Linked DNA regions of Mus musculus: regions 1, 2, 3 and 5 are each linked to region 4. Evidence: chromatin contacts called from public promoter capture Hi-C data. All regions are on one chromosome and are shown on one strand. The core of a region is the stretch at or near the end of the contact, and the rest is flanking DNA. Distances in the headings are between cores, read along the strand shown.

Evidence for each region. Promoter capture Hi-C pulls out the DNA fragments that hold promoters and counts their contacts.
Region 1: a promoter capture Hi-C map of liver shows a contact between it and region 4, with 7 times the contacts expected there. The contact joins the promoter of Nkiras2 here to the promoter of Nmt1 in region 4. A contact is called at or near these places in 2 of 39 promoter capture datasets (hematopoietic stem and progenitor cells and liver).
Region 2: a promoter capture Hi-C map of neutrophils shows a contact between it and region 4, with 6 times the contacts expected there. The contact joins the promoter of Ttc25 here to the promoter of Nmt1 in region 4. A contact is called at or near these places in 3 of 39 promoter capture datasets (the C10 cell line, neutrophils and pre-B cells).
Region 3: a promoter capture Hi-C map of liver shows a contact between it and region 4, with 4 times the contacts expected there. The contact joins the promoter of Mettl2 here to the promoter of Nmt1 in region 4. A contact is called at or near these places in 2 of 39 promoter capture datasets (liver and pre-B cells), 1 of 484 Hi-C or Micro-C datasets (pre-B cells) and 1 of 9 other capture datasets (adipose tissue).
Region 5: a promoter capture Hi-C map of pre-B cells shows a contact between it and region 4, with 5 times the contacts expected there. The contact joins the promoter of 1700052K11Rik here to the promoter of Nmt1 in region 4. A contact is called at or near these places in 2 of 39 promoter capture datasets (liver and pre-B cells).

The regions. Positions count from the first base shown.
Region 1 is chr11:100,621,661-100,625,197 of GRCm38.p6, forward strand. Nkiras2 (NFKB inhibitor interacting Ras-like protein 2) reads left to right here and starts at 1,295. Exons shown (of 4, transcript NM_028024.2): 1 at 1,295-1,348; 2 at 2,532-2,639; 3 at 3,283-3,524. The coding sequence starts at 2,546.
Region 2 is chr11:100,543,869-100,547,535 of GRCm38.p6, forward strand. Ttc25 (tetratricopeptide repeat domain 25) reads left to right here and starts at 1,740. Exons shown (of 12, transcript NM_028918.3): 1 at 1,740-2,040. The coding sequence starts at 1,933.
Region 3 is chr11:105,124,433-105,127,893 of GRCm38.p6, forward strand. Mettl2 (methyltransferase like 2) reads left to right here and starts at 1,993. Exons shown (of 9, transcript NM_172567.3): 1 at 1,993-2,174; 2 at 2,344-2,435. The coding sequence starts at 2,065.
Region 4 is chr11:103,027,199-103,030,341 of GRCm38.p6, forward strand. Nmt1 (N-myristoyltransferase 1) reads left to right here and starts at 1,345. Exons shown (of 12, transcript NM_008707.4): 1 at 1,345-1,504. The coding sequence starts at 1,374. It also overlaps a transcript of Dcakd not described here.
Region 5 is chr11:105,179,736-105,183,053 of GRCm38.p6, forward strand. It overlaps 1700052K11Rik (RIKEN cDNA 1700052K11 gene), which reads right to left and starts at 1,698. Exons shown (of 1, transcript NR_027956.1): 1 at 1-1,698. Tlk2 (tousled-like kinase 2 (Arabidopsis)) reads left to right here and starts at 1,792. Exons shown (of 22, transcript NM_001112705.2): 1 at 1,792-2,316.

The DNA.
Region 1 (3,537 bases), core at 45-2,544, 2.4 Mb before region 4:
CCTTTAATCTGGGACACACCTTCTGCTAGAGGCCTTCATAAGGACGTTGGAAGAAGAGCGATTCACTCTTCTTTGCTTGCTTGCACTTACTTGCCAGCACATCTGTTGGAACCTACTACTTCAGGATTCCAGCTTAGGCAGAAGACCAGCTGAAACAACGAGCCTCGTGGGACTGAGAGAACTACTAGATTCTTGAACTTCTCATTCACAGCTGCCCACTATTGGGTTAGTTAGAATACAGACTGTAAGTAATTACAGTAAATCACCTTAATTTATAGAGACATTCCATAAGTTGTGTGACTCTAGAGAACCCAGACTGATACAAGAAATGTCATGGTTCTTGTATTTCCTCTGCTTCAGAAATCTCTGTGCTATTCGGCCCTTCAAACATGAACACAGACACCCCCCTTTCCTCCCTCCTCTTTGGTACCTGTCACCTCTAAGTTAAATGCCCCTCTGCCATGCCCATAGCACCCCACTTCAATAACAGCATTCATCATGGTTGGTTTTAATTGTTACTTTGGCTGGCTAATTATTCTAGACAATGAATTTATGGTTCAATCATTCTAACTTGTAGCTTTTCCTTTGTATATGGCCCTACTTAAGGCACAAACAAGACAAAGTAGGTGCTGGGGTGTTTGGTTTCTTTGTCTGTTTGTTTTTGAGACAGGGTCTCTGTATAGACTATGTTGTCTTCAGAAAATCTCCCTACTTCACCCTCCCAAGTGCTGGGATTCAAATGTGAGCCTCCATTCTAAGTTCAAAAAAATTGCATGGTTAGTTGAGCGTGGTGGCATGTGCCTTTAATCTCAGCGCTCGGGAGGCAGAGGCAGGTGGATCTCTGTGAGTTCAAAGCCATCATGGTCTACAGAGTGATTTCAAGGCCAGCCAAAGCTACACAGAGGAACCCTGTCTTGAAAATCAAAAGAAAAAAATTGAGGCTCAAAGAGCATTTGCCTAGTATGTGCACGATCCTGGGTTCCATTCATAGCATAGCATAGCCAAGAAAAGAAAAAGAAAACTTGTCGCATAGATGATAGAACGAAACGTCACTGGTCACTGTCTTTTAGAGAGAGAACATTTTAGTGTCAGAGCCTGGAACATCGGCTTAATAACCAGACACAAGTTCTGGTGGGTATTTCCCCGCCGGCCTCTGGGGGCGCTGTGCGATCCGCGCTCACTTTACGCCGCCGGAAGTTGTCTTGAAGGCTGGCCGTTGCGGGGCGGGACCTCTGGGTCAGTCCTTCCACCCAGAGGAAGAGGGCCGTCTTTACGGTCGAGCTGCCCCTCCCATGGTCCGGCCCACTCCGGGGGGCACCTCAGCGGGAGTGCTGCGGGGACCCGGGAGGTATGGAGCTGGGAGGCAGGGCTCAGCGCGGCCTCTGTCTCGGATTCACTTTGGTTGTCCTGTGATTGCCTCTGAGATTCTGAGGGGTGCCCTTCAGGGGTACTCTGTGGCGGCGGCCTCTGGCAGCCTCTCGAGTGTCGCTTACTAAAAGGCTCACACCACGGGGTGGAGATGAGCGACAGGAAACTCTCCTGGAGAGGTTTCTGCTTGGGACCCCTTTGAGGCTTACCTCTGGATCTCTGCTTTCTGGGGGGAGGAGGAAGGGGCGATTACTGGCGCTCCCCGGGTGCCTGTGTCAGGAAGTTTCCCTTTAGAAGGACCTCTCTCTGCAGTCTCAAGAGAGTTTATAAATCTGAGCTTTCTCTGTGCCTGTCAGTTCAAGGGATGTAAAAGCCATCTTTCGGAAGCACTTTTCTCTTTATTCTGTTTCTTGTCAGATCTTTATTTTACCGGTGGATTCAACTGGGAATGGTTAAATGGAATTTATTGCCATCCAAATTAGTCATTCAAGAAAGCAAGTTATGCCGGGCAGTGGTGGTTGCACGCCTTTAATCCCAGTACTTAGGAGGCAGAGACAGTCAGATTTCTGAGTTCGAGGCCAGCCTGGTCTACAAAGTGAGTTCCAGGACAGCCAGGGCTATACAGAGAAACCCCGCCCCCCCCCCCCCGAAAGAAAGAAAGAAAGTTTTTCTCCATATTTGCACACTCTCCCTGAGGAAAAGATGTCAAGAAGAATCTAAAATCCCTGCTTCTTTCTTCACGGAAGTCATGGTTAAAAGGAGAAAACAGCCTGGTGTGCATATGCCTCAACTATTTCATCAGCTGGGAGCCAGCTTGGGGTACATGAGACCCTGTCTCAAAACAACCCCCTCCCCCCAAAATCAAACAAAAAGAACAGGAGTATTTGTGGAACTTCCTTCAGTATTTGGTGCCCTATCTTGTGCACAGGAACAAACCCGGCCAGCTGTTTTTGTCACCCCACTCTCTAAGCCCCTCCCTTTGTGGTGCCATTAACCCCACCCTGGCTGTGTGCCAAATCCTGGCCACTCATGGGATAAGGAGGTTAATTACAGCTCACTGCTCAGTAGTTCGGTAAACATCAGGGTGGTGCTAACTCCCTGATGCTCCCTGGCCTGCTGTTTGGATTCTGTCTTCCCTCACCACACGGCTTCTGTCCTTTTAGGTTGAAAGCTAAGCATGGGGAAGAGCTGCAAGGTGGTCGTGTGCGGCCAGGCATCTGTGGGCAAAACTTCAATCCTTGAGCAGCTTCTGTACGGGAACCATGTCGTGGGTGAGTGTTGCTGGGCCCGGGAGACTGGCAGAAGACCTTGAGTGAAGGATCTGGTCACATCCTGAATCCAAAAGCTAAAAAGGACACCAGCTGCTTTCACACCCTCCCAATTAGGGCTGGAGGCAGGGCTGACTGTCAGAGCCCTGGTCTAACATGTACTAGTCCTTGGGTTTGAACCCCACAATGGAGGGGGAAAATAAAACATTGTACCACCCAAGTTCTATGACATTGTACAAATCTAGAAGGAAGAAACCCAAAGCCAAGATAGGAAGAAGCCCATTCCCACCCCACAGCACTTGGCCAGAGGTGGATGTAGGGTGTCTGCTTCTATTACTGCCCGCCTTGTTGTTATCGTCTTTGAGAGGGCCTCACTGTACGGCCCAGGTTGGCCAGGAACTCTCACAGATCAACCTGTCTCTGCCCCTGCCTCCCCTCCTCCAAGAGCTTCAATTCAAGGTGTGTGTCTCCACACCCAGTTCTGTGTTGCCCTTTTGCTTGGTGTGATAAAGACATGACACTCGGTCTCACTCTCAAGTCTGGTCTCTCCCGAGCCCCCATATTCCTTATGCCCTGTGTCTGGTCGGCTTGTTAGGCTATCTACCTTGCTCCCATCTCCCATCTCTCTTGACTCATTTTAACCCAGGTTCTGAGATGATCGAGACCCAGGAGGACATCTATGTAGGCTCCATCGAGACAGACCGAGGGGTGCGGGAGCAGGTGCGTTTCTATGATACACGGGGTCTCCGGGATGGGGCCGAGCTGCCCAAGCACTGCTTCTCCTGCACCGATGGCTACGTCCTGGTCTACAGCACAGACAGCCGAGAGTCGTTCCAGCGCGTCGAGCTGCTCAAGAAGGAGATCGACAAGTCCAAGGACAAGAAGGAGGTACATGTCCTAG
Region 2 (3,667 bases), core at 490-2,989, 2.5 Mb before region 4:
TCAAATCCCAGCAACCACATGGTGGCTCACAACCATCTGTAATGAGATCTGATGCCCTCTTCTGGTGTGTCTGAAGACAGCTATAGTGTACTTAAAATACATAAAATAAATAAATCTTAAAAAATAACTACAATAGTCGGGCATTGGTGGCATTTGTCTTTAATCCCAGCACTTGGGAGACAGAGGCAGGCAGATTTCTGAGTTGGAGATCAGCCTGGTCTACAGAGTGAGTTCCAGGACAGCCAGGGCTACACAGAGAAACCCTGTCTCGAAAAACAAAACAAAACAAAACAAAAGAACAACAACATCAACAACCAACAAGGGTATTGGCACTAATGAAAGTCTCTGACTTTACCACATTTTCCCAAGTAATCAGTTATGGTGGCTTGAGACAGAGACTCCCCTGTTACTTGGGCTGGCCTTCACCTCACTATGTAACTGAGGCTGCCTTGAACTTGTGGCAATCCTGCTTCAGTCTCTCAAGTGCTAGAATTACAGATGTTGTGCTCATTTGTGTTTATACATTTGCCAGTAAGGACATCTTTTTTAGAGACTGAAAACGGTTTGCTTTGCTCCTACTGTGTGCTGGATTCTGTTCCTAATACATGCCCATTAAGCTGGATCCTGTTTCTGTTTTTGTGTTTGAAACTCGCTGTGTAGCCAGGGCTGGCCTGGAACTTGTTATGGAGACCAGAAAGCCTGTATCTCACAACCAACCTCCTACCTCTGTCTCTGGAGTAAGAAAATTAAAGACCCAGGCCACCAAGCCTGGCTCAGCTGAATTCTGGAAAGACAGTTTAAGACAAGATTCTGGGCTGGAGAGATGGCTCAGGGATTAAGAGCACTGGTGCTCTTGCAGAAGACCCAGGTTTAACTCCTAGCACCCAAGTGGTGGCTCAAAATCATGTATAACTCCAAGACTGTTTTAAAAAACCAATATAGTTGAGGCAGTTAACTGAGCTAGCTATCTAAGATATTATGGGTACTTAGAGGTACTGCTGTGTCTGTGTGGTGTGTGTGTGTGTGTGTGTGTGTGTGAACATGTGTGTGCTTGTGCACATGTGAATGTAGATGCCAGGGGACACTTCAGGAATGCATGTCTTTCTGTCTCTCCAGGGCTGGCTAATACAAGATGGTGCCATCACACTGGGCTGTACCAGGGTTGGGGGAACTGAAACAGAGAGCTGCATGCTTAGCATGCGCTTTACCAACTGAGTTATCCCCACAGCCATTACTCCTGAATGGCTGCAGAATTATGTCAGGCTAGACCTTAGTTTAGACTTGCTATTAGCAAGTGTTCCATAACTATGTGACATTGAAAGCTAAACCCATCACACTTTCCATTGCATTCTCATGCAAATCCTCACGTCCCTGAGGGCTCTATTATTTTCCTGTTCATTTGGCAGGTAGAACGCGTACTTTTCAGTTCCCTAATGTGCTTGGTCAAGGATCACGCAGCTAAGAAGTGACAAGAGAGAAGGCTGCCCAAGCCCTCTGACTCCGGTTCCAAAATTCTCTCTCCTTCCTAATGGGACCTGGAGTGCTTAAGCCTTAATCCTACTTGGAATTTTGCCTCCAATTCTCATTTTCTTGGCTTGCTTTGTCTGCGAGGCTTTCCACGTGGCAACTGGAGGGGAGAAGCAACCTACAAGCAAACAGCGATCACTCTGGAGCGCCAGCGTCCTGCAGCCGCCGGCCACGCGCTCAGCACTTGTCTGACCGGTGTGCGCAGCGTGGCGACACAGGCGCATGAGCACGCTGGGCGGGCTCACCCGGAGGCCTAACACCGCCAGGGGAGGGGAGGGGAGGGACCGGAAGTTAGACTATCTCTCTAGGTTGCTAAGAGACCGGGCTGTCCCAAAACAAGCCGGCGATTCTCCAGCCTCTTTTCCTTTCTGAATCTGCTTCAGAATTTCCAAAAGTAGGGTGACCATGTCGGACGGTGATATCTTAAGAAGCACTTTTCCCTCTTACATGGCAGAGGGGGAGAGGCTTTATCTGTGCGGGGAGTTCACTAAGGCCATTCAAAGCTTTACCAACGTGAGTTGCGCTTTGATCCTATTACTGTGTTGCCTTCCTCTTTTCCCCTCCTCCCTTTCCCTCTCTTCCTCCTCCCCTTCTTCTTTCCCTTCCCCTTCCTTCTCCTCTCCCCTCTTCTTTTTTTCTCTTCTTTCCTCTCTCAACCTCCTCCCCGCCTCCGCTCCTCTTTTGAGATAGACACTTGTTCTGTAGACCAGGGTGGTCTCGAACTACCCCTACTTCCTGAGAGATGACTTCCAATGTGCACCCTCATTCCCAACTTATGATTTGAAAGGAAGGTGCCCTCCTTATGTCCTCTGGAGGCCAACTCCCTATCTTGCAGTTGGCCTCTGGAATGATGGAACCCCAGCTTGCTACCTGGACCCACCACCATTGTGTTGTTGATGAAAGATTTGTGTGTATGTATACCACATGCATGCCTGGTACTTTTGGAAGCCAGAAGAGGGAACTGGATCCCTTGGAACTGGAGTTACAGGCAGTTATGTAGCACCAAATGGGTGCTGGGATCCAGATCTGGGTCCTCTACAGGAATAGTAAGTGCTGTTAACCAATAAATCAACACGATACCACCCCCCACCACACACACACACACACTTCACCACTTAAAGAAAAATATTTGTATGTGATGGGTGTTTTGCCAGCATGCATGGACCACATGCATACTTCCCTCTTAGAGTGTGGAAATGGACTGAGGGGTGTGAGCTGCCATGTAGGTGCTGGGACTTGAACCTGGGTCCTCTGGAAGAGCAGGCAGTCAGTCAGTTAGTGTTCTTAGCTGCTAAAAAATCTCCAGTCCCACCCAATTACCATTTTTTTTTCATCACCAGCAGCCCTGAGGTCCATTTTGTGGATATCATACTCCTGGTTCCCATGATATGCCACTGTCACACATAAACCCTGACTTTTGCCATTTTCTCTTATAGTTTCTCACTAATGCCTGCCAGTTGGAGACATAATGTGACCAATCATTAAATGTTTCATGATTACCTTTCTCTTGATAAATTCAGTCTCCCATCCTTAGCCACAGATTGCCCAAGAAGCTAAATGTAGAAGTCTTTGGCACAGGCTTGCCTGTAAGAAAGTTGTCGGTGAAGTTAGGGCGTACTGTAGTAACCTTATTGAAAATTACACCATTGTACCCTACAGGGATTGGGAGTCGTTTTAGGATATTAGACTCACTGCTCTAAGCAGTGTGTGTCCGTCTAGGATGTCGGGGAGCGGAAGGGGTTACTATTGTTTTCTTTGTATATATGAGGAAGTGAATATAAAAGTTAGGTAACATGCCCAAGGTCACTGCACTGAACTAGCTGGAGTAGTGGAGGAAGGATCCTGTGAGCCAAGCATTCAGACTCCAGTTGCCTGGGGTGCCAACCTCCAGACTGCAAGGTGTTCTGATAACCTTTTCCTTTGCAGGGCTGGAGACAGTGCTTAGCTGGGTAGAGTGTTTGCCTTGTGTGCATGAAGCCCTGGTTTGATCCTGCTTTTGAGTGTGTTGTCCCACACTTTCAGTCCCAGCAGCTGGCAGGTAGAGAGAGAGAAGGAACAGAGATTTAAGATCATCTATGGCTACTTAGCAAGGTCAGGGCCAGCGTGGAATACTGGAGATCCTGCCTCCAGAACAGAATAA
Region 3 (3,461 bases), core at 743-3,242, 2.1 Mb after region 4:
TCAGTTCCCAGCACCTACATCAGGCAGCTCACAACTACCTGTAACTCCAGCTCCAGGAGATCTGATATTCCTCTGAACACACACACACACACAAATAATTTTTTAAAGAAAATGGAGAGGTGACTCAGCGGTTAAGAACACCATCTGCTTTTCCAGAGCACCAGGGGTCAAGTCTTAGCACCCACGTGGCAGCTCACAACTGTGTGTAACTCCTGTTCTAGGGGATCTGATACCTTCACACAGAAATGCATGAAGTTAAATTACCAATGGACATAAAATAGAAATAAATAAATTTAAAAAAGAAAACCAAGCACACACACCATTTTCAGTAAATGATACAATACACTGAAGTAAATAGATACACTGAAATACACTGATGTAAATAGACACAAAAAAGAAAATGGTCTAAAAACAAAAGCTCAAGTTTAGAATAGTTAAACATTTGGAAATGCATGTTGTAATTCCAGCACTGGCAAAGTTAGACGTGACAGGAGGGTCCAGAGTTTGAAGCCAGATAAGGGTACACAGTGACACACTCATCCATTTTCAGAAGCCATGCATTTGAAAGAGTAAGGAGGGGAATATGGGAGGGTTGAGGAGGAGTGATGTAATGTCATAATCTCAAAAATAAAAACCTAGCCAGGTGTGGAGGCAGCACACATCTTTGATCCCAGTACCCAGAAGCCAGAGGCAGGCAGATCTCTGAAGTTGAAACCTTCCTGGTCTACAAAGAGAGTTATGAGATAGTCAGAGCTATATAGAGGAATTCTATATTTAAAAAGAAAATAATAATTAAAACACACACGGGGGGGGGGAAGAAGGGAGGGAGGAGAGGAGAGAGAAAGAGAAGCAGCCATATATTTCAAATGGCTCACTTATTAAAAATAATGTTGGAACTTCAAGTAAAAGGACAATGAGCTTTCTGCACACACAAAAATTATATAATGGGATTGTTGAATGTGAACACTAACAGCTTTTAAAGAGCATGATATTAAAAAAAAAAAATACATATAGCTGGATGTGATGGTGAATGCCTTTAATCCCGGTACTTGAGAGGCAGAGACAGGCACATCTCTGAGTTTGAGGCCAGTTTAATCTGCATAGAGAGCTGGAGGCCAGCCAGAATTACATAGTCCTTCAAAATGTATCAAAATAATAACAAAAACAACAACAATAATAACAACAACAACAATAACTCTGGCTGGTAAAATGGCACAGCAAGTAAGCTGCCTGCCACCAAGCCTAAAGAAATTATAGAGCCTGGAGAGCCCTATAATTAAGGGCACTGGCTACTCTTCTAGGAGACCCATATTTTGATCCCTGGTACCCATATGTTGGTTCACAAGCATCTGTAACTCCAGTTCGAGGAGATCTGGTGCCCTCTTCTGGCCTCCATGAGCATTGCATGCACGTGGTGCACAACCATGCGTACACATAAAGGGGAAATTTATTTAAATAGAAAATATAAGGCTAAAAATGTGCAATTATAAATTATATACCAGTGACCTACTATTAGTTTTAAAATATTTATACATATATGTATAGTATATAAGTGTACAATGTATACATTTAAATAAATTGAATACATATTACAAGCTCTATGCATGAACGAATTACAATTTTTATTGTGCCAATTAAGCCTGGCTTTTCAAGGAGGTGTGGTCGGTTATGTCATTTAACACGGAAGCTTCATGCTCTCAAAACCCACGCGCTGCCTCCCCGCGGACTGTGGTCTGGTGACCACGTCTCATCACAGTCGGCTAGTCAAAGCTTTTCCTGGGGGGAATCTTGGGACCTGCACGGAACCGTACTCGAGGGAATAGCCTCCTACTTCCTCCCCGTGCTGCACGCCCTTGTGCATCTCCAGGGAGAAATGACTCCTTTCGGACTCGCCTCCGCTGAGCTTCCCAATCACTTGGAACCCGCCCCGCCCCGCCCCGCCCCGCCCCGCCCCGCCCCGCCCCGCCCTCCATCTTCCCTCCCAGTGACGCTACTTCCGGAAGGGGCGTGGCCCACAGGAAGTCCTCGCCTTCGGGAAGAGAAGGCGTTTCCGTCTCCGGTGTCATGGCGGCCTCCTTCCCTGAAGGCGTGCCGGAGACCGAGGACGGGAAGAGACCGCAGTTCGGGCACCGGTTCCTGAGCGACCCGGCGCGCGTCTTCCATCACAATGCCTGGTAACTGCCCTGCATCTCGCCCGGCTCTTCGCCAGCCCGGAGCACTTGGAGAAAAGCCCTGCCCGCTGGCCCTCCTCCCGCGGCGGTAGCTGAAGCGTTCGCCTCCCGAGGACCGACGTTCCCGGGTCCGGGACCGGTGGGCCTGAAGCTGCCCGTTTGGTTTTCACAGGGACAACGTGAAGTGGTCCGAGGAGCAGGCCGCGGCGGCGGAGAGGAAAGTGCAGGAGAACAGCTCCCCGCTGGTGTGCCCGGAGAAGCAAGGTGCGCTCCGTTGTGCCCGCAGTGTGGGACGCGCCTCCTCCAGACGGCAAGAAAAATGGGGGCACCGGGATCGTTTTATCACTGACCTGATGGAGAACTCCGGCCCAGAACGGGTCGGGGAGGGGACGGGTTAGGAGGCAAAGGGGCTGTCTTCTAACAAAGTCTTGAAGCCATTGGGGTTGGACTTTGTTGTTGTTGTTGTTGAACTCTCTAGTTCTACGAGTGTCGCGTTGATGTGGCTGGCCTGTGGCAACCGTAAAGTCGTTCAGTCATCTTAGGGTAGCTTCTACAGTTTACCTTCTGCTGGGACGTTTCCATCAGAGCTAGATTGATGTGGTCGGATCCTAACGTACTGTGGGAGGAGAGGATTAGATCATAACATCTTTTCTTGAGGTGTTGGGTTTGGAGATGTGGGACTTCTACCAAAGAAAGATGCGTGCAGCAGAGTGGAGAGACGAGTCTGCTCAAAGCGAAAGAGGTCATTTCCGAAGACAAGAATAATTCCTTTATAAAATACTAGAACTGGTTGTCCCTGTTTCTAGGAGGCGTTTGAAAGTAAACCTGGAACTTTAAGGTAATAGGCATCAGGGGGTTGGAGAGATGGCTCATCGGTTATGATAATAAGCACTGATAGTTTCTCTATAGTACCGAGGTCACTGGCCAGGCACGTACCTCCTAAGATGTAGGGGTGTAATCTCTTGGGAGGCAGAGACAAGAGGTTGAGTGGGGTCAAGAGCATCCTTGCTACGTAGAGTTCCACTCCTGCCTGGGCTGCATGAGAGCTTGTCTCAAAAATAAGTATATGTATATATTCCAGTTGCAAAGTAGGCACCCTGCCTGCATTGTTAGGTAGATAAGACTAGATAAAGCTTCGTAGAGTTGAGAGGGATTTTGAAAATCATGTAGCCCAGTATCCTCTTTTCGCAGTTAAAGGACCAGTTAGCCAAGTGCAGTGGTGTATTCCTGTAGACTCAGCTCCGTGGGAGGCTGAGGCAGAAGGATCACTGAATTGGAGGCCATCCTGGG
Region 4 (3,143 bases), core at 95-2,594:
CAGGACAAAGCCCAGAGGGACAGAAGCATTTAGGCAATTCTAAGATAGATGCTGCATTTACCTGGCTATAACTGATTCGTCCTTGGAAGTTGCCTGGATCCAACAGTGTGACTGGTGTGACGGTGAAGCCTTACAGAGGGCACAGAGTAGGTAGATACAGATTTATAGACAGATTTTGCCGCCTACAAACAATGTACCAACTTTTCTGGAACAGTCTTTTCATCTGTGAAAAAGGAATAATAATGGCATAACACATTCTAAGCTTGTTAAAATTATAGGAATTCAGGTACAAAAAGTCTTACGCCAGAGCCTGGCGTGTAAGTGCTCATTAAAGTCTTGTGTTGGGAGTAGGGGAGCTCGTGAGGCCTCAACCCCAGACTAAGAACTACAGGCAATTAAGGAAGGCTAAAAATGGGGGAGGAAATAGTTCTTCCCAGGCACACCAGCCCTGAAATCATTTGCATACAACATTATGCTTACTGAACGGGCTATATTTATATATTTAGGAAAACACACACACACCCATATGTAACAACAACTAAAGAAAAAGAGGCCATGAATTTGAGAGCAAGGTGGGGTGTATATGGGAGGGGTTAGAGGAAGGAAAGGGGAAGTGGGGAAATGGTGTAATTATCATAATCTTAAAAAAAAAGACTTGTTATGGAAGGCTCTAGAGGAGAATCAAAGGGAAATGTGAAGAAGAGCGCAGTGCAAAATTAGAAGCCAAGAAATGGTAAGCCTCCCCTGCAAGCAATCAAGTCTTTGGCTCGGGGGCAGTGTTCCACACACCTCAATGCACTGCCTCTCGGTTTTAGATTTCCAAAGACCCAGGTCTCCCTAAAGGCTGGAGTAGGGAAGGCAGCCGAGAGCAAACCTATAGGAAAGTCCTCTGTAAGGGCATTTGAGCTCCTGGAGAATCGCAGCCATGAACCTCAGTGTCTTTCACTTACCCAGGAATGGTAACGGTCCTTAACGTTAGCCGATAACGGCTCATCTGTGGCCTGTTGATTACCAAGGGCGGCCTGAAAACCTTGGACTTTGCAAGCCCTTTACTTGCGAAACTCTAATTCAACATGGAACTGCAACTCCCAGCGTGCCCCGCGACCACCCTATAAGGCGTACAGCGCCCTTCGTCTCAGAGGGCGGCCGAACCTAGGGGCTTCCGGAATTGCTGCCCGCTCCTCCCAAGGCAGCGTCCCTTCATGATTTCTGGGTTTTGTAGTCCACATCGGTACAGTTTTTTGAAAACAAGCCACCCTTAGTGGCAGATTTCTTCACACAAACTACAAAACCCAGAATACAGCGCGTACTTCCTCTGTCCAATAGGAGCCCTCCATGTAGCGGGGCGCGGAGTCCGGCTCTCGCAACCCAAGATGGCGGATGAGAGTGAGACAGCAGTGAAGCTGCCGGCACCTTCGTTGCCACTGATGATGGAAGGGAATGGAAACGGCCATGAGCACTGCAGCGATTGCGAGAACGAGGAGGACAACAGCCACAACAGGAGGTAACGAGATCATCGTAGCCCAATTCCTGTCCGGTCTCCCACAAGCTGGGTATCTGGGGTGCGGGGAAGTCACCGGGAGCTTAGTCTAACCCCACCCCCATGTTCTTATTGGCTAAGCCATTGAGATCCTACCTAGCGATTGGTTTTTGTCTTTGTCACTTACCAGGATGGGTGCTCAGATATTAAGGGTCGGAGACATGCAATACTTTTATTATATAAAAGTTCTGTTTAGTGTACCACTCCCTTGCTTTAGGCACGATGGGGGAAAAGAACATTTTGAACGGTAGATTTCAGTAGTACAATGCAGAGCAATCTAGAAGCTGCGGTTCAGAAGGAACGTTACTTATAAAGGTGTATGAGAAACGTGACTAGCCATAAACTAATAATAAAACATTTCGTTGTAGTTCACGCTCAATGAGGAAATTCACTAGGCTATACAAGCCATGCATATAATTATGTTGTAAAATATAACTGCCAGACAAGTCCGAAATATAAACTCACTATGATCCTATGTTATTAGTGATGTGATGTTTTGATTTATTCAGTGTCTGTTGCCTCAAATAATCGGTGAAGAGTCAATTTCATTGTACCTTCACTTTGTTAATTTAGTGAAGGGCCTCAAAGCTTCAATAAACTGATGTTGCTTCTTGGAGAACATGTGGTATTTGTGGGGTACTACTGCACGTCTTGTACTTTAGGGTCTCCCTGGGGTTTTTTGTTCGTTATGTTTTGCCTTTTTAGACAGGTTCTACTGTGTAGCTATGGCTGGCCTGGGGCATACAATGTAGAACAGATTGACTCCAAACTTGGGGTGATGTTCTTGTCTCTCGGGTATGGGGATTAGTACTGTTACAGGTCACTGTGTAGGTCAGGGTCTTACTATAAGTAATTTCAGTCTTTTGTTAGTAGAGAAGAAGAAATGGGCCAGATATTTGAGAATTTGTATTTGTCTTTGTTTTTCCAATCAGTACATCAGTAAGCCAGTCACGAAAAATGATGTATTTAAGTTCATATTATTTTCCTGCTGCTCTAACGCCCCCACCCAATATGTATGTATGTATGTATGTATGTATACATATGTATATTTTTGTGTAGAGACTTGTGGGTGTGTGATTGAGTGGTTGTTTGTTGTTGTTGTTGTTTTTTGTTTTTGTTTTGTTTTGTTTTGTTTTTTGAGACAGGGTTTCTCTGTGTAGCCCTGGCTGTCTTGTAGACCAGGCTGGCTTCGAACTCAGAGATCCACCTGACTCTGCCTCCCAAGTGCTGAGATTAAAGGCGTGTGCCACCACTGCCTGGTGGTAGTTTGGTTTTTATAGCCAGATTTTGTTATAGCCAACTTGCCATTAGCTGTAGCCGGCAGCTCTTAGCTTCCCCCTAGCCCCAGTTAAAGTTGAGATGAAGATAGAAGTTTGTAACCTTTGGCTACACTCTATTTATTCCTCTGTCTTAAAGATGGCTGAGCAAAGGATTAAATGATCAGTAATCTGACTGTGGTGAGTTTTAGGCTTAAAAAAAAAAATCCAGCCTCTTGTTCTCTCACCAGCATGGGGGGGAACAAAAATCACAAGAATGTGGCAGAGAAGAAAGCTTGCCAGCCTTGATTTCACGACTGTTCTGTGGTTGTAATTCACAGCAGATC
Region 5 (3,318 bases), core at 448-2,947, 2.2 Mb after region 4:
TATAGTGGCTGCATGCCTGTAATCCCAGAACTCTGAAAGAGGTCGAAGGACCCACCACCTAAGGCCAGCCCATGCTGCATAGTCAGTTGCAGGCCATATTCTTTTCAGATTTATTTTTAATTATGTCTGTGTGTGCACATGAACGCACTGTCCATGGAAGCCTTACGGGTGTAGATGTTTTGGAGCAAACCCAAGAACAGTGCCAATCTTAACCACGGAGTCATCTCTCCAGGCCCCTTTCTTTTGGTCTTAAGATACCCAGGCTGGCAATCTTGTTTCATCTCAGTCTCCCAAGTTATGGGAATGTGGGTGTTATTTTCTTGATCTCACTATAATCAAAGAACTGTCTTTGTTTTCCCACTGTGCAGACTTGAGGAGCCACAGTGCACTCCTTTTGTTCATCATTTTCATGCTTGAGACTGACTGCATTCTGGGGGCTCCTCCTTGCCCCCTTTCCCTACCCTTTGCTCCTGACTTGCTCTTCCCCTCTTCCCTTCAAAACGTTCATCTTTCCAAGCAGCCTGGGATCTGGAAGATGACTCCCAATTTGAGTTTTTCTACTTGAGTTCTGAAGGATGGAGAATGTACAAAAAGGAATTATCATCCTTTGCCCATTTGGCAGGTCTCTGTCCAGTCAATATGTGGAAAAATTAATAATAACAGAATTCTACTTTGGAGTACTTGCCAACGCCTGGAAAAGTTCAAGCCGGCTGTGTAAAAGCTTGAATGTTTCTCTTGTGATTCCCTTGTAGTCCTTCAGACACGTTCAGACATCTGGTCAAGGAAGCATCAGAAGAAAACAAAAAGCTGAGTCGTTACTTTGAAGTCCGTGTCTTGGCTCGTGAAACTAGGTGAAGAAAGTGACTTTTTCCCCCTTTGGCGCTGGGGTCAGAGGTGGAACCCTTTCCCATGCAGGAAAGCCCTCCTGTCGCAGGCGCTCACCCTCTCAGCAGACACTCTGAAGAGCAGGCCCCCAGCACCCCAGGAGGGCCATCTTGTCACCGGAGGTTAAGATGGAACCTCCCCCTAGGTGCTTTGAGAGAGTTCCCCGGGGGGCGGGTAGCGACCTCCGCTCTGGAGGGGGGCATGCTGGTGAGGGCTCGGCTGTGATCCCAGGACACCTTTGTCCCTGGAGACGCCAGGCCAGTCAGGTACGTGGAAGGCGAGAGCCGCCGGCCGGCTTTCCGTGCCTGTGGCGTGGCGTGGCGTGGCGTGGGGTCTGGGGACGTGGACCATGGCTGCGGGGGATGGCCGGCTGGCGGACATCGGGTGGGCACCGCGAACTCAGTGACACCCCTTGCCCCGCTCCCGGGCTCTCTCCTCGGATCCATCGCTGGGCAGAGCAACCTCTTTCCTCACCCCAAAAAATGTGTGTAGATGAGAGGCAGGGCGAGCGCGGCAGTCCCGCCGGGTCGCCGCTCCGACGCTGCTCCGCGGCCTGAGGCGCAGCCCAACCGTCGGCCTCCGACTCTGTCTCCACAAAGGCGGGCTCCCGAGGCTCCGGCCCCGGCCGCTTACCCGGCGCCCCCGAGCCGACCAACCACCCCTCACGTCGCAGGCGGGGCCGCAAGCGCCGCCAGCCGCCCGCCCTCAGCAGCCCTGTCAGGCGCGGCCTGTTCCGCCGGTGCGGGGTCCCCTGGTTAACCCCTGCCCGCCAGCGCGGCCGCTGATTGGAGGAGGCGGAGCTCCGGGGGCAGCAGCGACCCTCCCCCCAACACCTTTCCCGTCCCCTCCCCCACGGCCGGCACTACCTCCCCCCCACCCCAGGAACACCCCCCCCCCGTGCCTCCCAGCCGTGCAAATCTCGCGAGGAAACACGCGGTTTCACTAGTGTGTTTACACCGATCACTACTAATCCGGACCGAACCGATCCGGATTAAGGGGCCGGAGGCGGGTCCTGGGCACTAGCGGTTCCGACCCCCCCCCCATCCCGCCCTCCGCGCCGCACCCGAGTGGCCCCCAGCCGAGCGGGCCCCCACTTCTCGGCCCGACCCAGACCCTTCTGCGCCTCCCTTGGCCTTTGTCCGGCGCCAGGAGGCCGGCCCCGCGCCCCCCGGCGGCCGCCCGGGCCCGGGCCCGCGTCAGCCGCCTGGCTCCGTACGCGAGCTCGGGGATCTGCGGCCTCCGTGGCCCCCCTCCCCCGCCCGCCCTGTCGTGGAGCCCGGCGCCGCCGGCGGCTGCCCGGGCGGGGGGTTGCGGCGCTCAGGAGAGGCCCCGGCTCCGCCCCGGGCCTGCCCAGGGGGAGAGCGGAGCGGTCAGCAGCCGGGTCGGGTCGGGGCCCCTCCCGAGAGGAGAGTGGAGCGGCAGCGGCGGCAGGTGAGAAGCTCAGCCCCTGGACGTGGAAGGGCGCCGGGGCCTGGGGTATTAACCGTCCCGGGGGCCCCACTCCAGGGCCCGAGGAGGCTGCGACCCGGGCCGGCGTCGTGCCGCAGCTCCTGGGCGCCGAGGCGGGAGGTGCTCCCCGAGGGCTGCGGGGTCGCCGAGGGGCCGGGCCGAAGATGGACCAGGCCCAGGCCTGGGAGTGTGGCGGTCGGCCTGCCGGGAGAGGCGACTCCGGGGAGCTGGAGGCCTCGGCAGCCTACGGGGCGCCCCCGAGAGCTGTCCCTCGCTCCGTCCGTGACAGGTGGGCCCGGAGTTGGGGAAAGTTTGGAGCCGGCGAGGGGCGCCGGGACCAGGCCCCATCGGTCCTGCTTCCCGGCTTGGGGCCATTGGGAGGATCCCGGTCCAAAGCCCCTCTGGAAAGAGATGGGGTGGGTATTTTCTGATCATGAGTTGACATTAAATGGGGTAACTGCTAGGGCCTCATTTTCTGGGCCAGGCCTGGGGATGGAGGGTTGGGAAATGTTTCCAGAGACCTTGGGATTGGGGAGAGACTGCATTGTAACCTCTGCCTTTCCGACCTCGATTATTAGGGCAGGACAAGTAGTGAGCAAGGCCACCTACCTACTTAGGGAAAACTCGGTTTTCTTCTCAGTCTTTTTTTTTTTTTTTTAAGATGCCTTTCTACCATTCTAACAGTTTCCTAATTCCTTACTTGTGTGTGTGAGTGAAACTTGAATTCGTCACCTTTTCATTCCCCTTTGCTCCAGGCATTCAGTCCAGGAAGGGAAATGAAAGTTAGGACGGGTGTAGGGGATGTTACTGGAAATTATGGAGCTGTTAGATTGCAGAGAAGGTTTGATTCCTTTTTCAGTGAACTTTAATACAAATTTCTGCCAATCACTCCAGGAGTGCCTCCAGTAACTCTGGAATACTAGAATGTTTGAAGGGTTCCTATGTTATGATGCATGCTCTTTTTCTATTCTCAATATTGAAGAA